Regions from separate parts of the Hordeum vulgare genome. Here region 2 is linked to region 1. Evidence: chromatin contacts called from public Hi-C data. All regions are on one chromosome and are shown on one strand. Each heading gives the region's core, a stretch centred on a gene start, on an enhancer-like site or on the middle of the called end of the contact. The rest is flanking DNA. Distances are from core to core; before and after follow the strand shown.

The links. A called contact is a pair of places that touch in the nucleus more often than the background predicts.
Region 2: a contact with region 1 is called in a Hi-C map of leaf, with 6 times the contacts expected there. The contact joins the promoter of LOC123407460 here to the promoter of LOC123407406 in region 1. A contact is called at or near these places in 2 of 6 Hi-C or Micro-C datasets (leaf and seedling).

What each region holds. Positions count from the first base shown.
Region 1 is chr7H:462,374,225-462,377,670 of MorexV3_pseudomolecules_assembly, forward strand. It overlaps LOC123407406, which reads left to right and starts at 1,382. Exons shown (of 4, transcript XM_045100531.1): 1 at 1,382-1,641; 2 at 1,716-2,367. The coding sequence starts at 1,969.
Region 2 is chr7H:462,601,297-462,604,815 of MorexV3_pseudomolecules_assembly, forward strand. LOC123407460 reads left to right here and starts at 1,658. Exons shown (of 2, transcript XM_045100594.1): 1 at 1,658-3,519. The coding sequence starts at 1,780.

The sequences.
Region 1 (3,446 bases), core at 132-2,631:
AGGGCCGACGATGAAGAGCGGAGGACGACGGAGAGCGGAGGGCGGATGGTGGAGAGGGGCGAAGGGGCGACGGCGGCGGGGGCAGGCGACGGGGCGACGGTGGAGAGGTGCGAAGGGGCGACGGCGGAGGGAGGAAATTCGCGAGGGGCAGCTCGCGTCTGCTCATACACGGGTATTGAGGGTTTCAGCGTGTAAATTTGGGGATGGGCTGGTCCAATACCGGAGTAACGAATGGGTTGTCAGGAATCTTAGGGATTTTTTTACCGGGCCTGTAAAATACTCTAGATAAGGTCCAGATACCTGGGTACCGAACGAGGCCTAAAGCTTCAAATTCCACGGTAAGCGCTGAACGCATATAATTTAGTTTGGTAAGACAAATGCCGTGATAGGGGACATTTGGTAAGACAAATGTGGACAACAACGTCGCTCGAACAAATCACCAAGAGTCCAAGACATAGGAAGTTTGTAGTTGTGCAGTTGGAGGTAGAGAAGAGAAGTAGGCCCTGTTTGTTTCATAAGTCCTAGGACTTTTTTAAGTCCCAACTTATAAGTCATAAGTCCCTACCTGTTTGTTTACATGGACTTATAAGTCCCGAGTCCCTACCTGTTTGTTTACAGGGACTTATAAGTCCATGTTGCACCTAATAATACACTTGCACAGGGACGCGGGTAACCTGCAGTCAACATGGATCGTCATCAGCCAAAACGTACGGCACACATGATAAGCACCGCTGCAACGAGGCAAAAACGGGACGGCGAACGAACGGGACGGGGCGACGAACCGAGGCAGAAATGGGGCGACGAAACGAGACGGGGCGGCGAACCGAACCGACGAAGCGGGCGACGGGGCGGCAACGGGGCGAGAGGCGGGGCGGCGGCGGCGATTGGACCGAGAGGCGGGGCGGCGTGCTTGGACCGAGCCTGGAGCAACGCGGGGTAGGTCCGGCCCGGAATAAGTCCCAATAAGCTCCTCCCTGAAAGTCTTATTTGATAAGTCCCAAATCATCACAATAAGTCACAATAAATCCCTTGTGTTTGGTTTAGGTGAGACTCATATAGACTTTTTTAAGTCCCTAAATCAATAAATTCATGAAAACAAACACCCTCGTATCCTAGTTCCCTAGGACGGTCTGGGAATCCATGCACTAAAGGTTTCCACGCAAGAATCTTATTCTATTCCCCTCGTGAGAAAGTAAGTGGAAACGAATAGGTAATTTCTTTGGATACTCTATATATCTACCCATTGGTAGGGCCATGATAGCTGGAACGGGCAGATTTCGTCACGTCTCAGAAAGAGAGAGAGGGGAGGAGGAAGTGACGGGTCGCGTCGACCGGCGCAGCAGCACCAGCATGCCCGCCTGCTCTCTCTAGTCCTTCACCCCACGCCCGTGCCGTCGGTCGAATAGACCCATCGATCAGACGTTTCGTACGTGCACGCCGAGCAGTACTACTACAACGTAACCCGAGGAAAACAAGGCTACCTAGCTAGGCTTCCTCGGTGGTGGTGGTGGTGGTGGTAGCGGCGGCGGCGGGTGGGGGAGGACGAGGTCGGCGAGCAATCCCGTCGGGCCGGCGAGTTGGGTGTCGACTGTCGAGAGAGGCGTCGGAGCCCCGGCAGTAGCGCCGCACGCGGTGTAGCGAGTGAGTGGTCAATCATCAATGCGCCCGCAAGTAAACATTTCCTCCCCTCTGACAACCGCCGTTCTACGGAGCAGGCCACCGCTTTTCCCTTCACACCGCGGCGGTAAAAAAAAGAAAGATACGTGCTCTCTCTCTAGCTCTAGCTCTACTGCCTGGGATCCTACTCCTGCAAGCACTGTGCACAGGGAGACAGCACAAGGAAGCGAAGGTGAGGACGCAGGGCATGACGGCTCCTTAGTCAGAGAGTCCAAGGAAAAACAAGCAGGGGAAGCGGAAGCGGAAGCGGAACGGGGGCGCACCGCTCGCCAAGACAGCGAGGCGGCAGCCATGGAGGTAGAGCCACCGGCAGCGCCGCTGCAGAAATGCGGCGTCGGCGGGGAGCAGCCGGCCCACGGGACCCCGAATCGGCAGCGGGAGCCGGAGGAGGGGGCGCCGCTGCGGCGGGAGCTGGCGGCCGCGCGGGCGAGGCGGAGAGCGGACCGCGCCACGCCCTCGCCGTCCTGGAAGCTCGAGGCGTCGCCGCCGCGGCCGGAGGAGCCTGCGGCGGACGCGGCGGCGGCGGGGAGGAGGAGCTCGTCGGGGGCGTCCGCGCGGCAGCTGGGCGCCACCCTGTGGGAGATCCAGGACGTCATCAGGGCCGCGGGCGCCGGCCGCCGGATCCGCAGGCGCGCGCGGAGGGGGCCCGCCGCGTCCCCCCTCCACGGCGGCGACGACGACGTGGATCGGGTGAGAGCTCTGCTACCCGCCCTCTCTATGCTTCTCCTGGTCAACGTCGGTGACGTCGCTGGTCACTTGCGGTCTCTTGTTATCATTTTTCTGCTAACAACTCCATACATATACATTGGCATCATGTCATTGTCGCTGAATTTTCAGTGGATCAATATGTTAGAATTTGTTCCTTCGGCTTTTCTGCCCCATCGACATATCATATGCCGCTGCTTCTTGAGATTTGGCTATTTCGGACCGCAGCGTGCCCCTTCCTCGGTTATTATTTTCGAGCCAGAGTTCAGGTCCTAAAATCTACTAGCACCAAACACACCGTCGTTGTTCGATTAGCCTCACTCCGAGATTTCCACTATTTTGTTCTCCACTTTTGTGCTATTGAACTGTCAAAAGTCAGGAAGACAAGAAGTAATGTGCAATAAAGCCGAAATCCACTGCTGTCACAGTATATACTTGTACCCTCATTTCAATTGAGGGCGAGCTCGTACATATTTTTGCCGCATGAATCGGGCATGTTTAGTGTTAATGTGGTCCCCTGGCCATTTGCCATTGGCTGTGAAATTTATCACTCAGCAGTTGCTGCAACAGAATGGAATTGGGACTACCCTTCTTCTAGGGGAATTTGGAGTACGCTTTGCACATAGAACCTGCAACTAAATACTCCATCCATTTCTTTTTCTCCGCATGTAAAGTTTGACTGAAGACAAATCTTATATGCGAAGTAAAAAAGAAACGGAGGGAGTACTGGTGAAGTTTGACTGAAGACAAATCTTATATGGCAGAGGTTTTCTGATTAGGAAATATTCTTTAGGATCCCCAAGTTCTTTGTTTCGTTTTGAGAATATGATCGGTTGCTTATTATAAGATCATGCAAAAGCTAAGGAAAAGACGTAGAATACTAAAAGGAAAAACATCCAGGCGATCATTCACAAATCACGGACAGGCAAAAATTTCTAGCAGTCCTATGCATTCTAAGTTCTTTGAGATGGACTTGATGTGAATTTCTACCTGGCATTTGACTTGCATGATTGATAACTGTGATGACTGTGATACTTTTTCTCGACATTCTCCCAAGAAAACTC
Region 2 (3,519 bases), core at 408-2,907, 230 kb after region 1:
ACTTATGAGAGCAAAGGCAAGCAACCCTTTGACCATTACTAAGCATATGTTATATTGCATGTTAGTATAGCAAGTATTCCGTTGCATATGATCATAAGTGCCGGTAAATCATTGAAGTGATGTTATCGATGGCTCCTCCGGAGCACATGCATTAAGCTTGATCCTACCACCTATGAGGGTCATGCTAGTATCATGTTGACAAGTAAAGCTAGTGTAACAGTAGCATGAGCATGTTGTTGGTATAAATCAAAGATTTATGAAAACCCCGTCGGGTGCCACTAATGCCCGAGGGTGATGATGAGTTAGGTGGCCACTTTTGGTGAAGTGGTGCACCGGGTATTTGTGTGAGTATGGTTGCGGAAATGGGATTAGATTTATGATGTGTCGACCGTCCCAACCTTACATGTATAACCATGTTACCCTTTATGGGACGGGACTGTGTTGATTACTCTGGTTGGTGCTAGCAAAGAGCCACATTACTAGTGGCGGGAGTGATGTGTGGTCACTCTCGTGATACGGTCGTGCCAGGTAGGGCGACTATGCCGTTTTTACGTGTTCAAGGCACACCGTTGGTCCCCGCATGGTTGATACTGTCCAGAGTCGGTGCTCATAAGATGTAAAACATGTGGGCTGGGTACCAATCGAGTGGATCTCTTTGTCTAGTATCGTCAGGGGAAAGACATTGATCGGGTACTTACCTCGGGTATGTTATATACCGCGAGTCGTGGATGACACAATAGTTTCCCGGATCTCGTGAGTCGAGCGTACTACCTCTGTAGAGTGTAAAACTATTCGAATAGCCGTGTCCACGGTCAAGGACAGTTGGGTAATCCTACTTAAACTACGTCTAGTCGTTTCCGCATAAACCAAGTGTGTGTGAGTTGTGATAAAAAGGAGTTATTATGAGAGTAATGATATGACCAAGTTTGATGACTTGGCATATAGGGTGAACCTGGAGTGTTCAGTCCTTGACAGATATATTGATATCTGTAACATGTTCTTCAAAGTGACATTTAACTTATTGCATACCATGATCATGTTTGTTTACCACCAAGATGATATCCACCAAAGATGCATTTTATTGTTATCCTTCACTTGCATTGTTCATATCATGGGTTGTTTGCGAGTACATTCAAAGTACTCATTGGCTTGCCACTGTTTATTTCATTGACCAGGTATGAGAGAACATGATTTGGTGAAGAGTATCTCGGTGACGTTCTTGCGAGCTAGGACGCTTCCCAGTCAGAATGCATGTAGGTTAAGGCTGATGGCATGGGTTCACGTTTTCGACCAATATTTCCGCTATTGGTCCAGTTTGGTGTGTTGGCCCTCAAGGCCCTATATATGTAAGACCTGACCACAATGGTCATTTGTTGTATCAAACGTTATGTATAGATGTAAGACTCTTAATATTCGGTATCTGTGTGTTCGGTGAGCATTGATCTCTGGGATCATTGAGCACGTTCATTCCGCGATCTCGACTCGTAAGTCGGGGTCCCACAGGCGTAAGACAACTGTGGCTTCTAATATATGGAAATTGGGAAGGCATCTCTCTTTTTCTAAAAAAAAATAAAAAAATAATATGCTGTTCGTAAATACAGCATGCTATCCAGGCCTGCTATTTTCTGCATCCGCATGCCCAAGCCCAAACAACGCACGGGAGATAAACAGCGATGAGCGACCTGTCTGTCGCTCGTCTCTCTCCCAAGCTGCCGCACTCTTTCCTGAGAAATAGAAAACCCAAATCCCCTCGGCGGCGGAACCCTAGCAGCGGCGGCCATGGCGACAGACGCCGACATCGACATGGCCGACCTCGCCTCCCTAGACGCCCCGTCCTCTTCCGCCGCCGCCGCCGCCGCTGCCGCCCCCTCCGTCCGCTTCCAACCCAAGGTCAAGGGCAAGCCCAAGCCGAAGCCAAAGCCGAAGGCCAAACCGGAGCCCAAGCCCAAGCACAAACCAGAGCCGGAGCCCGAGTCAAAGCCGGAGGAGGGTGAACCCCACGACGCGGCGGCGGGCACGCTGCCGGAGGATGGCGTGGACGCGATGGAGACGGACAGGGTGGGCGCCGCCGATGGCGCGGATGACATGGATGTTGAGGATGAGGACTTCGTGGTGCGGGAGATCGACGTCTGCTTCACGCCCAAGCCCTTCGATAAGGACAGCAAGCTCTACATCATGCAGTACCCGCTGAGGCCATGCTGGCGTCCGTACGAGCTCGGTGAGGTATGCAAGGAGGTCCGCGTGAAGCCTGGGAGCTCAAAGGTTGAGGTAGACTTGGAGGTCGATACGCAGAGTGACAATTACGACCCGGAGGTTTCTGGGTCTCTGAGGCTGACAACGCAGACACTGTCCTCATCGGAGGCGCCTGATGTGTCTGACTTTGCCGTTGGGGTTCTCCGAGGCAACATGGTTCATCTGAATCATCTTGATGCGGTGATGCAGCTGCGGCCGTCAAAGCCGCATCTGATTTCTGGTGCTTCGCGTGCTAGGCAGCCTTTGCAGCAGGTGGAAACAAATGGCGGTGGTGCTGGTGTCCAGGCTGTTCCATCGGTCAAGGGAAAAGAGCGCTCAGATGGTTCCAAGGACCCCCCTAAAGAACCTGAGCCGTGGATTTCTCTCACTTATGAACCGGCTGGGAGTGATGTTGCAAGCAAGTACTATGCTGAGATGGTAGCAAGCGAGGGCAGGCCTATAGATTTCACAATGAGCACACAGGATTATGCAGCGTCATTGTGTCCTGGAGGGCCGACAGGCAGCAAGAATATTAACAGATGCCAGGCGATCCGGGAGATGCTTTCACTGCCACTGGAAGAGCGCCTGAAGAAATGGTTTACTGAGGTGTCACAAGTGAGTCAATTTGTTGCTCTAATGCATCTTGCTCCAGACTGTTCGGAGGAAGATGTTCTGGAAATTCTTCCAGTGTATGCTGATTTGGTGCGAGGTTTATGGGTCTGCAGAAGTTCTTTGTTGTATGATGATGGACTTGCTTCCAAAAGGGATCAAATTATGCTTGAGTTTACAAAAATGGAATCCATACCTGTGAAGTATGTAGAAAGACTGATCAGAGATGAGCGGACAAGGAACATGATATTGAATCCGCTGGGTAAAAGAAGGGAGAAGCTTCAAGACTACAAGTTTATAGTAGCAGCAGATTCATCCTTCATAAAACGTCACCCCCATATAGTCAAGGAGCAAGAAAATGCTTGGTCAGTTCGCGCGGCAACCATGCCTGATCCCCTAGAGACACGCAGCGCTACTGAACAGAGGAAAACCAAGAATTCAGCCAGATCTAACATTCCTGTGAAAGGGCCTGATCCAGTCATGGGTAAGGCCAAGGATGGCCTCGTTCAAGGAAGTGAAAACCATTTGCGCTCTGTCTTGGATAGTGTCTTCATTGCCAATAAAGTTCGTAGCTTTCCGGCCGTTGTTAGAGACTTGAGGCACTTGGCAGTAAAATATGCCTCTGACAGGAAAGATGGAGCAAGGTTCCAAGCTCTGTCAAATGCTGCACAAACTTGT